2 separate regions of the Ovis aries genome follow, and region 1 is linked to region 2. A link is a contact called in public Hi-C data. All regions are on one chromosome and are shown on one strand. The core of a region is the stretch at or near the end of the contact, and the rest is flanking DNA. Distances in the headings are between cores, read along the strand shown. Region 1 has its middle 120 kb from the start of NFIL3. Region 2 has its middle 110 kb from the start of TRNAG-CCC.

Region 1 (4,896 bases), core at 801-3,300, 530 kb before region 2:
CAAGATGAAGAACGTCCAGGAAAAATAAGTGTGAAGACAGGGAGGGTGAAACAACTTGAGGCTTTTGGAGACATAACAAATAGAGTGACTGGAGCAAAGGGCCCTAGAGGGGCGCTGGAGAAAGAGTGACAGCTAGAGCAATCTGGGTGGGCTTCTCTAAGGGGCTGGGAGTCACCCTGTTGCAGCTCAAAGCGGGCAGTTGGGAGGCTCCGTCCGGGCTGTGCCCTCAAGCCATCTTGGGAGAAGCGCAGGGGTTTCTGACTTTTCCCTTGGATACTCGGATAGTCCTTATAAAATTAATCTTTCTTTTCTTGGTAGGAGTATAGTTGTTTTACAATGTTTTGTTAGTTTCTTTTTTATTTTATTTTTTTTAATGTAAATTTATTTATTTTAATTGGAGGTTAATTACTTTACAATATTGTATTGGTTTTGCCATACATCAGCATGAATCTGCCACAGGTATACACGTGTTCCCCCTCCCTCTTCCCTCCCCGTACCATCCCTTTGGGTCGTCTCAGTGCACCAGCCCCGAGCATCCAGTATCATGCATCGAACCTGGACTGGCGATTCGTTTCATATATGATATTGTTGTGTTAGTTTCTACTGTAGAGCAAAGTGAATCAGCGATACACATATATCAGCTATATATACGTGTGTCTATATCCCCTCTTTTTTGGATTTCCTTCCCATTTAAGTCACCGCAGAACACTGAGTTCCCTGTAGCACTCAGTTTTAACTGCTTGCCCCAAGCACATCATAATTCTGTCTCATTACTCCCTTTCTCTTCCCTCAGAAGGCCATTTGTTCAGCCTCTGTGGTGAGGGTTGGGGCACAGAGAGCTCCACCGTGATGGGCAGACTGTGGCTCCACATGAGCCCCCACTCCGAGGCCTGTGCTAAGGGAATAATGAGCTGCCAAGCAGGGAGGTCCTCAGGGGTTCTGGGAGGTGACCTGCAGCCCAGGGCAGAGCTGGGTCATCGTGAGGTGTAAGAACAACCCAATGGGGATGCTCTGGAAGTAGCTGAATGTTTGCATCTGGAGCTCACGAGAGAAGCCAGGGCTGCGGGTGGAGAACATTTTTGTTACCTGATGTTTTAGAAAGAGAAATAGGGTTCTCTGAATCCCTCTGCAGTTTACCTGTCATCGCCAGCCTCTGTCCTTTCTCTCCCAAAGAAGGAGAGAAATATACAGAGACAAAGCAGTTAGTGGAAAGCTTCATATCACATTTTTGGGAAGGCATGATATTCTGACAGTTTAACTTGATGGCTATATTTTCCATCTCAGTCATATTTCCTGACAGGTTATACAATACTTTTTTCCTCAGTATTCCGCATTAGCTAACTGGCCATTTTAGTACTGACTTGCAAGAGTATAAACATTTAGGGAATTTTTTGCAATGACAAGAAGAGATAGTATGTTTGAAGCCAGTGAGCTAGTTATGTTTAGGAAAATCACCATGGGATTTAAATGATGCATTGATGTAATGCAATTGGTGGTTTATGAAAATTCTTTTAGACTAACCTCGGCTGTATAAGCACAACCACATTCCTTGCTAGTGAATAGCAGGCAGGGCCCAGTGGAATCATTTTTTAAGTATTTCATTATTAACCTTTCACTTTCTACCTCTCAAGGGAAGAGGGGGCTGGCTGGGGAGGGGAAAGGACTTCACAGTAAAATTTTCTGTTGGAGCTGTTTGAGGCTATAAGGAGTAAAAGGGAAAATCCAGAAATAGTTTAGGAAATTAGTCATCTGTCTTCAGACTGTGTTCAGTTATAGTATTGTGTTCTGCATAACTACTTTATGGACTTTTTTAAAAAGTGGAAATCTGGAAAGATTAATAATCACTTGTGTAAAGCCCTAAAGGTCCAATTTCATGTCCAGAAACTAGACGGAAAAAAGCTCCCATTTGCTAAAACTGTCAAAATAATTCCCATGATACAAAATTATGTTCTGGGAACTGGAAAAACATCTTGACTTTCTCTACATTTCCTAGTTTTGGGTTGCTAAATACCAATAATTAGGTTATGCTAGATGTTGCTTATTTAAACCTATAATCTATTAAAAGCATTTTCCATTGCTTACGTACACATACATTATGATGTTATGCATTAAGACATACCTATTCAATTTCTTTAAAGTGTACTAAAGGAGATCTAAAATGGGAAAAAAGCAGTATCCCAGTTTCTCTGTTCCTATTACTCTGCCAACTTACTATCATGATCATTCTAAGACTGTTCTTTTTCTCTTTGATGTTCTATTAAAATGTACCTCTTAAAGTAATAGGGGAATCCGAGAAAGTGGAATGGAAGACAATACAGAAAAGGAAAGAAAAGAAAAAAAAAGAGAGAAGGAAAATGAAACAGCGTATGGAGTCATAATGAGTCAGCACAGTCAGCCCTGGAGAAACCTCATGCTTAGTTTGAGGCCACATCGGACTTTCCTATAAACCCCTCAGCCTTCTGATGCATACGACTTGTATTGATGAAAAGTTCTTTTCATCTGAAGAAAACAGTTCAGAGAGCATCACACAGTTTGAAGGAGCTTCTGAGAATGTAAAGGGCAGACTACCCTAACAATATGCCATATGGAACTGCACAGTGCAGGCAGTGCCTGCAGACTGCGGAACCACATCTGAGTCAGTTAGGTGCTTCAAGTTGCAAGTAACAGAATAGTTAGCAGTGTTTAAGCCAATAGAAGACATTCTCACTTGCATTTGCTCACCAGGGCATCTGGTTAAAATGCAGATGCTCATCAGTAGGTCTCCATGGACCCCAGATCCTGAATTTCTAACAAGCTTCAGGTAATGGTGATATTGCTGGCCCATGGGCCACACTTTACTTTGAGTAAAAACTCTTTAAAAACCAGGGTCATAACTGTCTTGTACATCAAGATAGTGGACGTTCCCAGGCTGGTGCAGCAACTTGAGATTCCAGCGAGAACCAGACTCGCTGCAGCTTCCTTCCTACCACCCTTAGTGAGGGCTTTGTTGTTTCTGATGGCAAGTGTCGCATCCTCGCACAAATGATTGTTGCTGCCACATACAAACTTTTTCCTTCTTTGGCTCCCAGCAGACTTCCTATTAGCCAGGATTGCTTAACATCCCCATGCTAGCTTCAAAGGAAGCTGGAAGAGCCCCTTGGCCTTTCCAGGCTGTGTGGAAGGCAGCCTTGTAATCAAAGCAGTGGGCATGGAAGGAATCAAAGGTGGGTTGGCACCCCCACCTCAGGCAACTGCAGCAGGAGAAATGATGCTACCATCATGCAGAGACTTGCAGTAGGAAAATCAAAGTCAAGTGAGGTATACTTTGAGATTTTTGAGTAAAGATCTGCTTTTACCTAGACAGTATAACTGTATTATATTTAATGTTAATAAGCAAGTATTTATATTATAAAATATATTTAATTATATTTAATGTTGCTAAGCAATAAAAATAGGAACTAAAGAGTCTCTTGATGAGGGTGAAAGAAGTGAGTGAAAAAAGCTGGCTTAAAACTCAACATTCAAAAAAAAAAAAACTCAACATTCAAAAAACTAATGGACTTTTGGACTCTGAGGGAGAGGGAGAGGGTGGGCTCATTTGGGAGAGTGGCACTGAAACATGTATACTATCATGTAAGAGACGAATCGCCAGTCTATGCTCAATACAGGATACAGGATGCTTGGGGCTGATGCAGGGGGATGATCCAGAGAGATGATATGGGGTCGGAGGTGGGAAGGCGGTTCAGGATTGGGAACTCATGTACACCCATGGTGGATTCATATCAATGTATGGCAAAACCAATGCAGTATTGTAAAGTAAAATAAAGTAAAAAAAAAAAAAAAAAAAAAAAGGAAAGGAAAGGAAAGATCGTGGCATCTGGTCCCGTCATTTCATGGCAAATAAAAGGGGAAAAAGTAGAAGTATTGACAGATTTTATTTTCTTGGGCTCCAAAATCACTGTGGACTGTGACTGCAGCCACAAAATTTAAAGACACTTGCTCCTTGGAAGAAAAGCTGTGACCAACCTAAAAAGCAGAGACATCACTTTGCCTGCAAAGGTCCGTCTAGTCAAAGCTATGGTTTTTTCATTAGTCGTGTACAGATGTGCTGAGTGCTGGAGAATTGATGCTTTCAAATTGTGGCACTGAAGAAGACACTTGAGAGTCCCTTGGTCTGCAAGGAGATCCAACCAATCAATCCTAAAGGAAATCAATCCTGAATATTCACTGGAAGGACTGATGCTGAAGCTGAATACTTTGGCCACCTGATGCAAAGAGCCAACTTATCAGGAAAGACCCTGATGCTGGGAACGATTGAAGGCAAATGGAGAGAGGGTGGCAGATGAAATGATTAGACAGTTTCACTGACTCAATGGACATGAGTTTGAGCAAACTCTGAGGGACAGTGAAGGACAGAGAAGTCTGGAATGCTGCAGTCCTTGGCGTTGCAAAGAGTTCGCCACGACTTGGTGACTGAACAGCAACAACAAAGCAACTGGAAACACATGGTCAATACATTCTTTCTGATGATCATGTCATTTAATCTCTTGAGACCCACCACCATCATCCATTCCAGGGAAGAGTGGTACCCTCCTTTCCAGATTAGATTAGATTAAGTAGATTCTGGCCTTCCCTGATGGCTCACAGAAGAATCCTCCTGTCAATGCAGGAGACGTGGGTTCAATCCTTAGTCAGGAAGATTCCCCTGGAGAAGGAAATGACAACCCACTCCAGTCTTCTTGCCTGGGAAATCCTGTGGACAGAGGAGCCTGGCTGCCTACAGTCCATGGCATAGCAAAAGAATCAGACACAAGTTAGTGACTAAACAACAAGAAGGTTCTATGTGAAATTATTTAGGATTTTATATAAAAGGGTGAAACTCAGTTAATGACTACAGTAGGCACTCAGTATCAATAA
Region 2 (4,639 bases), core at 470-2,969:
CATTTTTCCCTGGATAATCCTATGGACAGAGGAGCCTGGAAGGCTACAGTTCGTGAGGTTGCAAAGAGCCGAATATGACAGAGCAACTAAACACACACACACACACACACATACACACACACACACACACACGGTGGTGTGAGGGTGTGTATGTGTTTGTAGGAATGTGTGAGTAAGTGTGAGTGTGTGTGCCAGCAATGGTTGCCCTTGTGGGCTTGGTCCAGTCCTATCGATATGCTGCTGCTGCTGCTGCTAAGTCACTTCAGTCGTGTCCGACTTTGTGCGACCCCATAGACGGGGGGCCCACTGTCTCTGGGATTCTCCAGGCAAGAATACTGGAGTGGGTTGCCATTTTCTTCTCCAAAAACAACATATAGTCTCCCACTTTTGTCAAAAATATACACACATGGAACAGAATAAAACTACCTGAATTGTTTAAAAATACGATAGTATAGGGACTTCCCTGGCAATCCAGTGATTAGTACTCCACACTTCCATGTCAGGGAGCTCGAGTTTGATCACTGGTCGGGGAATTAAGGTCCCACAAGCTCACACCTCGGGGAAGGACCTTCCTAAGTGGAGAGCGTCCCGGTCTTCCATTGTCCTGGTTGTGCCTGGTCTCAGGCTCACCACAACCCTGCAGGTGGCTCATGAGCTGGTCATTATCTGCCCAAGTCGACACAGTTAACAGAGGAGAAGCCCGTGGAAGTCAGAGGAGCTGGTGCCCGCCCCATCACCACAGGAGTCCCAGAGTCCTCGGAAGGAAGGAGGATCCCCGCTGACAGGGAGAACACAGACTCCAGCAGACAGAAGGGGCAGAGGAAGCAGGAAATCTACTGTAAAGACTCCTGTAAATCCGTCTGCTTCCTGAATCACAGTGGTTCTCTGGCTCGTGTTTCCTCCAACATTCTCTGTCTGATTGCATTCTTATATGCGGATACAATTTTCTGCAGTTTCTTTTCAATGGAACCTGAAAGCAATGCACTCCACCCGCTTGGAACACCAGCTGGTAAGCGTCGGACAGCACATGTATGTACGCATGCACTCCTTTCCTTATGTATTAGAGCTTTCAGCAATTCCCCTAAATGAATCATCCCACCAGTCTGAAATTCTTCAGTACAGAGGACGTTTTGTAACCCGCTGAAGTCCGTGGGTGTGTGTCTATTGGACTAAGTGCCTGCAGACACACACGTACACACATACACTCTCACACATACAACACGCTCATACATTCTTTCCTTCTGGGCTGTCATTTGGGTGTGGATCTGAAGATGTTTTCATCATAACAATGAAGAAAGCTATGTCAAGCTTCGGTAGGACGCTGGTTTCTCTTTCACAAAACTGGGTTTGCCCCTCTGAAGGGGGCCCTTGGCTTGCAATCACTTAGAGGTGCACAATGGTGGTGAATAGTTAGCTTCATGTCACTCAGAAATGCAGGGCAATGCAGAGTGTAACAGAGAAGTTGGGGGTCATAGTGTTTTTAAGAAAGCCCTGGGTCCTCATTCTGTGGCAATTCCCCCTCTGCTGGGGTTTCCAAGAACTCCCACCGGGGCTGGGCTGATGGACTTCTTAGCTGCTCCTGCTGAGTCTGCTGGCCACCCCCTTGTTTGTGAAAGTCCGTCTCAAATGCCGTACATGTGAGTCATTATCGTACGTCTTACATCACTCAGCTTCTTTTGAACTTTTGCTCATTAACCAGGCTCCCTTTCTGGAACTTACCATGCGTAAGCATAATGCCTGTTTATTAATGTTTTGGTCCTGAGGTCCTCGCAATCCTGCTGTGTGGTATTGTTTCCATCAGTTAAAATGCCAGCATGAGGGTAATGAAGATGAAAAGGACAAAGTCCAGTTCTCCAGTGAGGACTCTGGCAGAACATACCCAGGCTGTAATTTCAGTCTGTTTTATGCCCCTCTCTTCATTTGTTTAATATCTGATGATTTTATGACAGAGAAACTGTACATACCTCCTTCACTGAGATGAAGTGTTCCCACAGGAATGTCAGGGTTATTAAGAGAATGAGAGGCAGAATGACTAGGAAATAGAGCTGTGTGTTGGTGTGTTACTTTAAATCCACTTAAAATGAAATGTCTCTGAATCTGCTCTTTCTTCCTGTTTGCTGAGGGGCTGTGATTTATGAGTCCTGCGAGCGGAGCTGTCTAGCTCTTTCATCCCACCTGAGTGAGGGGTCTGCAGGCCGGTGGGGCTGGACCACTGTGGCTGAGTGTGAACAGCATCACAGGGGGTCTTGTTTGGGGATTAGACTCCGAGTTGTCACAGCATGTCCTAGAGTCACCAAGTAAAGGCTGTGTTCTCAGAGTGAACTGGAGCCTGGGCAGGAGGAGGCTTGCAAGTGTGTGCAATGTCGAATGACTGCCCCCAAGTGTCCCTCCGTGGGAGATGAGCACGAAGCAAATAGGATGCTACTGCCGCTGCTGCTCAGAGAGGGGCTCTGCTGGTGGGGAGCGCACAGAGAGGAGCCCAGGAGAATAATGAGGAGTGGCCAAAGCTCAGTGGAAGCTGCGCCCTCTGTAGGACCACCTTTCAAAAGCACAGTGCCCTAGCCACGTTTCTAGAGCATCAGCTGTGCGTGCTAAGTCAGTTCAGTTATGTCTGACTCTTTGTGACCCCATGGACTGTAGCCCTCCAGGCTCCTCTGTCTATGGGAATTCTCCAGGCAAGAATACTGGAGTGGATTGCCATGCCCTCCTCCAGGGGATCTTCCCGACCCAGGGATCAAACCTGCGTCTCTTATGTCTCCTGCATTGGCAGGTGGGTTCCTTACCACTAGTAGCACCTGGGTCAAATGTTCACTCTCCCTTGTGGGACAAGCACTGTCCTTGGGGCTGAGCAGCATCTTGAAGAAGGTGATGCCTGTAAGGTAGCTGTGCCTAATGGGATGAAGGGCCATCTTTTCTGGCACCCTGTTGACCTGCTGTGCTCCTTTGTGTGAATTTTACAAAGGCCCCCTTAGCAGAACACACTTCCTTGGTGTCTTCACTTGTACATTCAGCCCAGGTGAGCAGACCTTCAGGCTGGATCAGGTCGCCTCTGCCCTGTGGCTGGGCAGAATGGAACAACTTAAGTGGTGGCCCTTCAGATAAATTGCACCCTCTTACACTCCATCCAAGCTGGCAGTGGATGAAATCCTCAAAAAACTGTAGAGTGGGCTGAATGTTATACCCCAGAGCTTGGAGCTCTTAGCCAGTGGGCTGGCCTCCTTATCTCCTTACTTTAGGCCAGTTCAGGCCAGCTCTGCTCATTTTCCATGTGTTTCCTCCAGATTCCCTTTTACCAAGTTTCAGGTTTGTTTCAGTTCTCATAATTTTAATTCCCAGGAGCCCTTCTTAATCTCTGATTGTTCCTTGTTGTGTCAACTATTCTTGATTAATGGATACAATGTCTTCTGTTATTTCTCCTAAGATATTAATGACAATTTTTTTTGAGGCTGTGTTTTGTTTTCTGTCTTATCTCTACTTATCTGATTTGGTCTTTCTCCTTCCTTCTCTCCCTTCATTCCTCTCCCCACTTCTCTTTCTTTTAGCTCTCTCTTTCATATTGGAAGATTTCCTGAAGTGCTTGGGAAATCCTTGCCTATTCTTGTTAAAGAGACAGTTGACAGAGATCTGATTGTTTCAGGGGCAGGTTGTGCCACGTGGGGACTACCTTGCAGGGGCCTGTGAGTGTGTGGGTAGATAGGGATCCACAACCTTCTCTTTTTAAAATTGATTTTAATTTTATTAAAAAAATTTTATTGGAGCATAGCTGATTTGCAATCTTGTGTTAGTTTCAGGTGTACAGCAAAGTGAATCAGTTATACATAAACATATATCCACTCTTCTTTAGATTCTTTTCTTATATAGATCATTACAGAGTATTGAATAGAGTTCCCTGTGCTATGCACTGGTTCTTATCAGTTACCTATTCTATATAAAATAGTGCATACATTGGGCTTCCCTGGTGGCTCAGATGGTTAAAGAATCTGCTTGCAAAGCAGAAAACCTGGGTTCAATCCCTGGATGGGAAGATCCCCTGGAAGAGGGCATGGCAACTCACCTCAGTATTCTTGACTGTAGAATTCCCATGGACAGAGGAGCCTCAGGCTATAGTCCATGGTGTCGCAGAGTCAGACGTGACTGAGCGACTAAGCACAGTGTGTACATTTCAACCCCAATATCTCAATTGATCTCTCCACTCTCCTTTCATCCTTTGTAATCATAAGTTTGGTTTCTACATCTGTGATTCTATTTCTGTTTTGTAAATTAGTTCATTTTTACCATTTTTTTAAATATTTCACATATAAGCAATATCATATGATGTTTGTCTTTTTCTGATTGACTTAGTTCACTCAGTGTGACAATCTCTAGGTCCATCCATGTTACTGCACATGACATTATTTTGTTCTTTTTTTATGGCTAATATTCCATTGCATATATGAATGGTAGGAGCAGTGGATGGTGCTGCAACCCAGGGCAAAGTAAGTTGGGGAGGGTATTGGCACCTAGCAGGGGAACCGAGATGGTGACCTGGTGGTTTGTAAACACTGTAATCCTGTGACTTTCTTTCATATCTCCCAAAATTCCTGGTGCACCAAATTCCTGAAACTTTCTGTTGTTTTTTTGGAGCATTTGTCCAGTTTTA

What was found. A called contact is a pair of places that touch in the nucleus more often than the background predicts.
Region 1: a Hi-C map of skin fibroblasts shows a contact between it and region 2, with 3 times the contacts expected there. The contact joins two enhancer-like sites. A contact is called at or near these places in 3 of 16 Hi-C or Micro-C datasets (skin fibroblasts and tail adipose tissue).

The regions. Positions count from the first base shown.
Region 1 is chr2:26,578,460-26,583,355 of ARS-UI_Ramb_v3.0, reverse strand. No RefSeq gene overlaps it. Among named protein-coding and RNA genes, the nearest start is that of NFIL3, 120 kb to the right of the region's middle. Within about 2 kb of position 2,050, at least 4 of the 54 cell types and tissues checked have an H3K27ac peak or open chromatin away from gene starts, as enhancers often do.
Region 2 is chr2:26,043,706-26,048,344 of ARS-UI_Ramb_v3.0, reverse strand. No RefSeq gene overlaps it. Among named protein-coding and RNA genes, the nearest start is that of TRNAG-CCC, 110 kb to the right of the region's middle. Within about 2 kb of position 1,719, at least 36 of the 54 cell types and tissues checked have an H3K27ac peak or open chromatin away from gene starts, as enhancers often do.